Regions from separate parts of the Sus scrofa genome. Here all the other regions are linked to region 1. Evidence: chromatin contacts called from public HiChIP or PLAC-seq data. All regions are on one chromosome and are shown on one strand. The core of a region is the stretch at or near the end of the contact, and the rest is flanking DNA. Distances in the headings are between cores, read along the strand shown. Region 1 has its middle 190 kb from the start of AGR2. Region 2 has its middle 130 kb from the start of AHR. Region 3 has its middle 85 kb from the start of AHR.

Region 1 (2,889 bases), core at 377-2,876:
CGCTGAGAGTTTTTTGACCCTAAAAATTCCTAAAAATGTTTACAGCCTATAAAATATTTTCTGATTTCAGCTGATAATCATAACCCATCCGTTATTCTCTTGCAAATCCCACTCTACCGGTGAAACTCTATTTACCCTTTAAAGCAATCTTTTCCTCTTTCCTTGAAGCGGGGGCGGGGGCGGGGGTGGGGGGGATTAAGGGGCGGAGTAGATGAAATTGGAGTAGAGGCAGCAAGTTGCTAGACAGGAAAAACCTCAGTAATGGTGACTTTCCTGGGCAAAGGAATAAATCAGAAGATCACAGAGTGTACTGACGACTCTTCTATGCAGCCGTTGTGGATCTCCACAGATAGTCATTATTTCAGGACTCATAGCTCAGGAAACCATATAGCTGCTGATACGAGTGTATCTGCCCTGTTTCCATCTCCAAAAACAAAATAAAAATTATTCCTAGCGCCCTTTCCATCACCCTCCCTCACCTTCAAATCTTTCCCATCCTTAGCTTAACTCATTTCCCTTACTCAAAGGAGGGCAAACAGTGGCTTGTGTTGCTAGCACAGTCAAACCACAGAGCGCATTGCCATCCATGTTTTCCCTGGTCTCAACTTTCCAGATTATTCTCCTGGCCAAGTAAAGATTTTAGAGAAAGCAAAAGAAAATTTTATGAGAAAGGTTTAAAATAAAACAAAGTAAACCACAAGTAATTCTATTTATTCCATGATAAAACTAACTTTGTTCAGCATTACTTCTACTTAAAAAAAAAAAAAAAGGTACGTTTCCAAAAATTCGTAAACTCCTCTTGGTAGAATAGTTTATTCCTTTAGTAAAGTGAAGGTGTCTGTAATAGATTCCACTTAAATCCCCTTTTGTTGCAACTACTAAAAACACTGTCAAGAGTTTAGTAAAAATAAGATTGCTATTACAAGCATATTTTTCCAAGTAACATTCCCTCTCTCTCTATTCCACTTCCTTTTTAACTATCCTGCTCTTTTCAAATGGTCAAGGGTCATTAAGAGAGTGGAGTAGTGAAGATAACGAGGGTCTGGATAATGTTGATGAATAACAAAAAAAAAAAAAAAACAGTTTTATGCACACTTTTAATCTCCCAAAGTTATTACCATGTGAGAAATTGATGTCTGTAGCTAATGATCTTATCCCAGACTCTGATCTAATTTTGAAAATGCAAGAACAAAGCACATGCTGCTTCTATTCCTATTTGCTTACCCCATTTACTGTGACATCTGCAAAAAAAAAAAAAAAAATGGATTATGAAATAATTTTCTTGGGGATAGTTTTTGAGAAGTATTTTTCCCCTTTTTTTTTTTTTTTTTTTTTTTTTTTTGTAGTTTCGGGACACTGGTCTTGGGTAACTTCTCTGAGACCATGCTCCCAGAAGTAGCAGCTGATTTGACTAATGTTGGCTGCCTCTCAAGTAGTCCTAACAACCATTCTCACTGACTCTATCTGGCAGGTACTCCTAAAACACTCAGTCATTCAAAGTAGGTGACCCAAAAATATCCCAGTCATTCATGCATCTACTCAACAAACATTTATTGGTAGAGTGTTATGTTTGCAACATGAAAGTAATGTTTCTGTGATCAACTAATAGCGAACCCTTTATACCTAATGTACTCAAATCTCTTAGCTCCCCCTATAGGGAGGATTGGATTAAAGTAGGGAGTGAAGGGAGAAAAATTCAAAGGCAGGCTCAATTTCAAGTAGAGAATTAGAGTCTGGAAAAGTCCATTCCTGCTGTCTCAAAAGAGCAACCACAAATAACGATGCTACTTGTACAGCTGCCTGATAGAATGAGTCAAGGAAGAGCATACTTTCACTATTTAGTGACAGAAGCAATAACATCTATCACAAAATATATATATATTTTTTTATAAAATATATATTATGAGAATATATTGTATATATATTTTTAAAAATTCATCTCTGCTACTAATCATTCTTTTTACTCCCCTGTTTCTTGTGCAGTTATGTATTAGCATTAGCAAAGGCTTTTACTGATGCAGCAATTACTCAACATGAGTTTAAATTTCTATTAGGTTTGTCTAATGCATTAATTTGCTAATTATTCATAATTCATAACTCGTTCACTATTCATAATCCAGTAGTTCAATAAACATCATCAATTAATATGTATATAAACTCACAATTTCTCCCCTCCATGTTTATCCTGAAATAGAAAAGCAGACCTGTACTAGCATTTCCAATTCAGTGAGGTAGGAACTCAAATCAGAATGTGTATAAGGCACAAAGTCCTGTGGCAACACATCAAAAATGATGTGATCAGTTCTGTGTCATTGATAAAAGGGATGAGATTTAAAATCTCAGAGATAGATATCTGCTGATTTCTCCATCAAGTCAGACTGATCTGGTTTGAATAGCTTTTATATTGTTCCTTACTCCACACTTACCCTGACAACACAATAATTCAGACTGTTATTAGCAAATATCTAAACTATATAGTTTCCTAAGTGGTTTCTACACTATCCATCTTTCTCTCATTTCATCCTGAACATAACTACACATTTATCATCTGGTATTACCTTTTGTTCAAGCCTCCAGCCCCTCTCATACATAATTTTTTTAATATAGAAATAAGGTTAAATGCCTATAATTTCAGGACACTATGATCAATCGAGGCTATATCATAATATAGAAGTACGTGTTGTAAATGTACATCCACTTAGAAGGTTACAAAGCAATATCTGTGTAACTGCAAATAAAATCATGGGGTATTACAGCACCCCAAAAGTCCCTTCATATCCACAGTTTACAACTCCTCACTTACAGTTCTTTCCCTCTCTGCTAGAGGTAACTGCTATACTGTCTGCTATTAATTGTCATCTTGCCTTTTGTGGCAGCTTGATTGTAATC
Region 2 (3,354 bases), core at 402-2,901, 140 kb before region 1:
GAAACAATATTCAAAACGGTCTTTTTCTTTTCTGTTCTGTTCTTTTTCTGGAGATGGCTAGAAGTTGAAAAGAGCTGATAACTGGAATTGGGAGTTTTGTAGCCCTTCCCAGATTCCCTCAGTTGCCTAATTCTAAAGAATTTACTTTCCTTACAGACCACCTGTGACTTTGCGGGTGTCTAATTCTCAGAGGACACTTGAGTCAGATTTTAAAATGTTGAGCTTAAGCTGTCCTCACTTCCCACATGCTGAGCTCATTTGTGTCGAGTCATTTCTGGGTTCAATAAAATGCCACACTACCTGCTTTCTGTACAGCCAGACAAGGCAACACAAAGGTGAGGAAAATCAGCTTTCTATGGGGAAACTCTAACCAAAGGGAAGGGGGAGTAAAAGGGTGCTAGGCAGATACTTTTCCTTTTCTTTGTCCCTTTGACATTTTAAATTACAGCCTTTCCTTGTGGGTTTTTCAAAAAATTCCTACATGCCAGAAGAACACACCTGAGTATCTTACTGTGTTTTTCTGCAGCTAGTTGAAAAGGGTGGCTACTGCACTAACAATTCTATTTCATTACTTTCCATCTCTCCTTGTTTTATTACCATTTTTCCATGATATCATTAACGTTAAGCTTGTACTTCCTCAAAAAATATTTATGATCTTAGCCTTAAGCTCTGGTTTCTAATGAACTGAGTTTAAGTTATGAAGTTTTAGTAGTGGAAGTATCATCTTAAAATTAGAAAGAGTCAAAATGGATGGGAATTTTATTAATCAAATAGAAATTCTATTAACCAAATTCTGAGGAAGGAAGAATAAATGAACTTGGAGGAATAAAATGACTTAGAGATGGTTATATTTTAAGGAAAAGTGGGAGCCACCATAAAGTTTAGAGAAGCAAAAAGCCATAGAGTGATTTCTATTTCATTAGGATTAATTTAGACGTGTGTTGAAAAGAGTCAAGGGGATTATAAAGGCCACAGCCAAAAGAAAGCAGCCTTGGGGGGCTGCGCTGGGGTTGTGGGATGGAAATCCTATAAATTTGAATTGTGATGATCATTGTACAAGTATAAATGTAATAAATTCACTGAGTAGTAAGAAAAAAAAAGGAAAGAAAATGAAGAAAAAAAAAAAAAGAAAAAAAAGAAAGCAGCCTGGGCAGCAATAGCAGTAATGAGGCTAAAACATGATGCTTGTTCTAACCAAAGCCTCAGCAGTGGAGGGGCTTGAGAAAAGACTGAATTCCAAGTACTTGCTGAAAATAGAGCCTTTAGGATGATCTCATTGCCTGGAGGAGGGCTGGGAGAGAAACCAGAAAGTAAAGAAATGACTCCAAAGCTTTAGGTTTGAACAAGTGTAAAGATGGAATTGTCATCAACTGGGATGGGTAAGACACCTGTTGGAACAGCTTTTGGAGGAAAGATGGCGAGTTTGGTTTTGAACATTTTCAGTTCAACATTACTTTTGGACATCTAAGTGAAGATATAGGAGGGAATAGGCTTGTAAGTCTAGAGCAGAAATCAGCAAACTTTTGTAAAGGAACAGAGAATAAATATTTTATTAGACTTTGTGGGCCAGATGTTACGTCACAACTACTCCACCCCTGGGCAACCACAGACAATGTGCAAAATAATGGGCAGGGCTGTGTTACAATAAAAATTTACACAAACAGGCTGTAGCTAAATTTGGCTTGAAGGTCAAAGTTTGCTAACTCATGGTCTAGAATTTGGGAGGGAGGTCTGAACTAGAGAAACGCAGTTAGGACATATCAGCATATAAGTATGTCTAAGGCCATGCTAATTTGATGTAATTACTTCTGCTGTGATATTTGCATTTTTCCCTTGTTATAAATAGTAACTGCACTTTCTAAACTATATATATTTTTTCTTCAAAAAGGAGTCTAAGAAGAAACTATGAAAATGCCAATTTGATTCAATAGAGAAATCTGAATGAAAAACTTTAAGAATGCAATTGATAAGTGAATTCATATTTAGTACAAAACATGTTAGATATTTAGTCAGCTTGCAATAGGCCCTAGAAATTGAAAATTTGAGGAAGGCTGCGTTATTCAGCTTAGCTGATTTACAGGCACATTAGTATACAAGTAATAAGGACTAAGCGTATGTTCATACTCAAAATAAATTTAAAATATAGACACAAAAAATTGCGATTTGAACAAAAAGAAATTGTCATCTGTCAACCAATATTTCAAGGCAATCTTGATTTCATAGCCAGAGATGTTTTAGAAATAAAGAAAAAAGCTTTAGGATGAATAAATGATGCAATATTAATGATAAAGAATTTGGCTGAGTCAACAGGATGTTTAAAAAGCAAACCTCAAAGCCATTTATGACAAAACCACAGCAAACATAATACTCAATGGAGAAAATCTGAGAGCATTCCCACTAAAACCTGAAACAAGACAAGGATGCCCACTCTCACCACTGTTATTCAACATAGTATTGGAAGTTCTAGCCACAGCAATCAGACAAACAAAAGAAATGAAAGGCATCCAAATAGGAAGAGAAGAGGTAAAACTGTCACTGTATGCAGATGACATGATACTATATATAGGAAACCCTAAGGACTCAACTCAAAAATTACTTGAACTGATCAACAAATTCAGCACAGTAGCAGGATATAAAATTAACATTCAGAAATCAGTCACATTTCTGTATACTAACAATGAAATATTAGAAAAGGAATATAGAAGTACAATACCTTTTAAAATTGCACCCCAAAAAATCAAATGCCTGGGAATATAGCTGACCAAGGAGGTAAAGGACTTATATGCCAAGAACTAGAAAATTTTAATCAAGGAAATTAAAGAAGATGTAAAGAAATGTAAAGATATTCCATGTTCCTGGGTTGGAAAAATTAATATTGTAAAAATGGCCATACTACCCAAAGCAATCTACAGATTCAATGCAATCCCTATCAAATTACCCATGACATTCTTCACAGAACTAGAACAAACAATCCAAACATTTATATGGACCCACAAAAGACCCAGAATTGCCAAAGCAACTCTGAAGAACAAAAACCAAGCAGGAGGCATAACTCTCCCAGACTTCAGGCAATATTACAAAGCCACAGTCATCAAGACAGTGTGGTACTGGTAGACAGACCAATGGATAAAAATAGAGAAATAAAACCAGACACCTATGGTCAATTAATCTTTGACAAAGGAGGCAAGAACATCAAATGGGAAAAAGACAGGCTTTTCAGCAAGCATTGCTGGGAAACCTGGACAGCTGCATGCAAAGCAATGAAACTAGAACACACCCTCACATCATGCACAAAAAGAAACTCAAAATGGCTGAAAGACTTAAATATAAGAGAAGACACCATCAGACTCCTAG
Region 3 (3,041 bases), core at 88-2,587, 190 kb before region 1:
CAACATTTTAATTATAAGAAACAAATCTCTAAATTCGAGACACCAAAACAGCCAGAACGGTTGATATTTGGAAAAAAAGGTATTATAATCCACAGCCTATTTTTCAGGTGAACACCCATCTTATTGATCCTTGTAGTGATCAGTTTCAATGGTAGTTAATATCCACCAACAGTTTTATGTACTAACTTATCCCAATCCTCATCACGAAAGAGATTAAAATCTAATTTTAAGGATACAGAAACATTTTTCTTTTTTGGCCAACCCCCGGCATATGTAATTCCCAGGCCAGGGATCAAATCCAAGCCACGGCTGTGGCTGTGCCAGATCCCTAACCCATTGTGCTGGGTCAGGGATCAAACCTGTGTCCCAGTGATCCCAAGAGGCTGCCGATCCTACTATGCCACAACAGGAATTCCCAAAATATATTTTTAAATATATAACTTAGAATTGAGGAAGAAAAAGGACATAAAGCAGAGCCAAGAGTGAGAATGAAACCAAAGGCAAAAATATCTAGTGCTATTTCTTAACATCGTTCATTCATTCATTCATTCACAAATAGAAAGTATCCACCAGTGGTCTGTAATGGAAGGCTACCCAATGACAAAATCCTACTGCTTGGTTACTTCAGATGTCTATCCTGATTGACTGAGGCCTGTGACTTCTGTTAATTCAAATTTTGGCTATTACTCCCTAATGGAGTATAACAGAGAGAAAACAAACATGGAAGCTCCCTCACTGGATTCTAGCCTCTCAGGCAGATAGACTTGTATATAAGCAACTACAACAGAGTATGGCAAAATCCGATATATTATATTAAAGAAACAATATATTTAAACAAACAAACAAAAAAACAATAGCGGAGTATCCCTCGTGGCGTAGTGGTTAACGAATGTGACTAGGAACCATGAAGTTGCAGGTTCCATCCCTGGCCTCGCTCAGTGGGTTAAGGCTCCTGTGCTGCTCTGAGCTGTGGTGTAGGTCACAGACGTGGCTTGGATCCCGCGTTGCTGTGGCTCTGGCATAGGCCGGTGGCTACAGCTCCGACTGAACCCCTAGCCTGGGACCCTCTATATGCCGCAAGTGTGGCCCTAGAAAAGACAAAAAGACAAAACAAAAACAATAGCAAGAGCAGCCAACAATGCATGAGTTAAAGGGATAGGCAGACCCCACATCATGAAGTGCTTCACTACATTTCCACAGCAGTCTGAACTCAACACTTACTGCGTTTTAAAGCAAGAGAACACAATCTATAGAGTTACATATTGGAAAGATCACTCTGACTAAAGCACTGAGCATCTCCTGCTGCCCCCACCTGGTCAAAGTCAGGAGTTGAGACCTTGCTCAGAACTCCTCTGTACACTGAGGCCAGTTCTGCAACGTAGGGGTTAATGCTCTTATCTCTGGAGCTAAACTGCCTGGGTGCAAATCCTGACTCAGAATGAGTAGCTGTCTCACCGTGGACAAGAAATGTATGCTTCCTTTACTTTCAATTTTCTTATCTGTAAAACAGGGTTGAGTCTACTTTATAAGTGCTTGTGAGGAATTAAAGATAACAGAAGTAAATACTACAGGTAAAATACACTTGTATTGGTCTAGAACATATGAATACTCGCTGGGTGATCCATATACAATTTTTCTCACTCTTATGACAACACTTCAAGAGAGAGAGGATTACCACTAGCTTGCCATATTTACCATGTCTCATTATGTCTTTTACAACACCAACTTTTAGTTTTATTTTTTTTTTTATGCAGTTCCTCTCTTTTCTTTCTTGTTCTGATGGCATTCAGTAACCAACAACAATTTTAACTTTTGGCTTTCCTTTTTTTTCCCAACAGCATGAATTTGAAAGTTTCAGTTACTAATGTGTGGTTTAGGTTAACTTCCTAGACTAGTTCTCAACATGTTACATCCTAAGAGATGGGGCCTCTCCTTTCAGGAGATTATTAAGTGTTGTTAGCAACTCCTACGTGTCTAAAGCAATAGAAAGAAGATAAGCTCTGTGCAGTCTTCCATGGAGTATTTCAAGCCACAGAAGTAGAAGAAAGTGCTGCTGAATCTACCCATAGAGTGGCCTCCTCTGACCTGAAGTTTTATGCAACTTTTGCAGAAGGGAAGGAACAACATGACCTGGGTGAGCTAAGACCTGCCAAACTCCCAGTGACAATGAAATGAATATTTCAGCAGACAAAATACAGAGGATATTTGTCTATGAAACTTGGAAAACATTTATGGGAAAGGGACTAGTGAAGCGCCCATATTTTCCTGTATATTTCCGAGGGGAAACCAGAGCTGTGCACAGGTGTCAGCTACTGTGTAAAAAGCTTCAATGGAACCAGAGTGTTTAATGTCAATGTGTTGGACATAAAGATGTTTATAGAGATGTTTTATTAGCAGTGTTTGAGAAACAGAAACCATAATTTTCACGATCCACATTTTCCCTGTGGCAAGTAACACATACATAGTCACTAAATACGTAGAGGAAAATACTTAGAACCTTGAGTTGCCCTAAAGTAGTGCAAACCAATTCATGCTGTACATAGGTTGCTCCCACCCAAGGATGAAATCATAGCATCTTAGAAATCTCTTTAAACTCTGCCTCCAGTACAAAACCAGAGCTTTCTCATTCTGTTTTACTTTCTGTGGTTTCCGGTCCACTGTACCCTGTAGGTTTTCACCTCTTTGACTGGCCCTTTTGGTGTGAAACTTCTCTTACCTTGTTTTTGCTATTCCATTTTTCTCCTTGCCATTATTTCTTAGTTCCCTTTTTCCCCCTTTTTTTGTGGAGGAGGGTCAGCTTAACTCAGAATTGAAGATTAGCTTTATTTCTACACAACTGACCATGACGGGATCATAGAAGTATAGCCCAGTTTAGTGCACTGGACAGATTTAGGATCAAAGAAAACCTAAACTTAATTTTGAGTGCCAAGTCATTACTCTTTGACAATCTTTGAGGTCTCTGGAAACCAAGCCTTGGTTCCTGTTGCTGCACAGCAGAGGCCATGTCAGTTTCAACATCCTCTTTTCCCAAATCCATAATA

Evidence for each region. HiChIP or PLAC-seq counts read pairs in DNA pulled down with a chosen protein or histone mark.
Region 2: a contact with region 1 is called in an H3K27ac HiChIP or PLAC-seq map of alveolar macrophages. The contact joins two enhancer-like sites.
Region 3: a contact with region 1 is called in an H3K27ac HiChIP or PLAC-seq map of alveolar macrophages. The contact joins two enhancer-like sites. A contact is called at or near these places in 6 of 47 Hi-C or Micro-C datasets (alveolar macrophages, embryonic fibroblasts, epiblast stem cells and 3 more) and 1 of 2 datasets of contacts at active chromatin or transcription factors (alveolar macrophages).

What each region holds. Positions count from the first base shown.
Region 1 is chr9:86,240,503-86,243,391 of Sscrofa11.1, reverse strand. No RefSeq gene overlaps it. Among named protein-coding and RNA genes, the nearest start is that of AGR2, 190 kb to the right of the region's middle. Within about 2 kb of position 1,626, at least 5 of the 83 cell types and tissues checked have an H3K27ac peak or open chromatin away from gene starts, as enhancers often do. A contact at or near this core is called in alveolar macrophages, where this site is marked.
Region 2 is chr9:86,377,873-86,381,226 of Sscrofa11.1, reverse strand. No RefSeq gene overlaps it. Among named protein-coding and RNA genes, the nearest start is that of AHR, 130 kb to the left of the region's middle. Within about 2 kb of position 1,651, at least 4 of the 83 cell types and tissues checked have an H3K27ac peak or open chromatin away from gene starts, as enhancers often do. A contact at or near this core is called in alveolar macrophages, where this site is marked.
Region 3 is chr9:86,425,542-86,428,582 of Sscrofa11.1, reverse strand. No RefSeq gene overlaps it. Among named protein-coding and RNA genes, the nearest start is that of AHR, 85 kb to the left of the region's middle. Within about 2 kb of position 1,337, at least 10 of the 83 cell types and tissues checked have an H3K27ac peak or open chromatin away from gene starts, as enhancers often do. A contact at or near this core is called in alveolar macrophages, where this site is marked.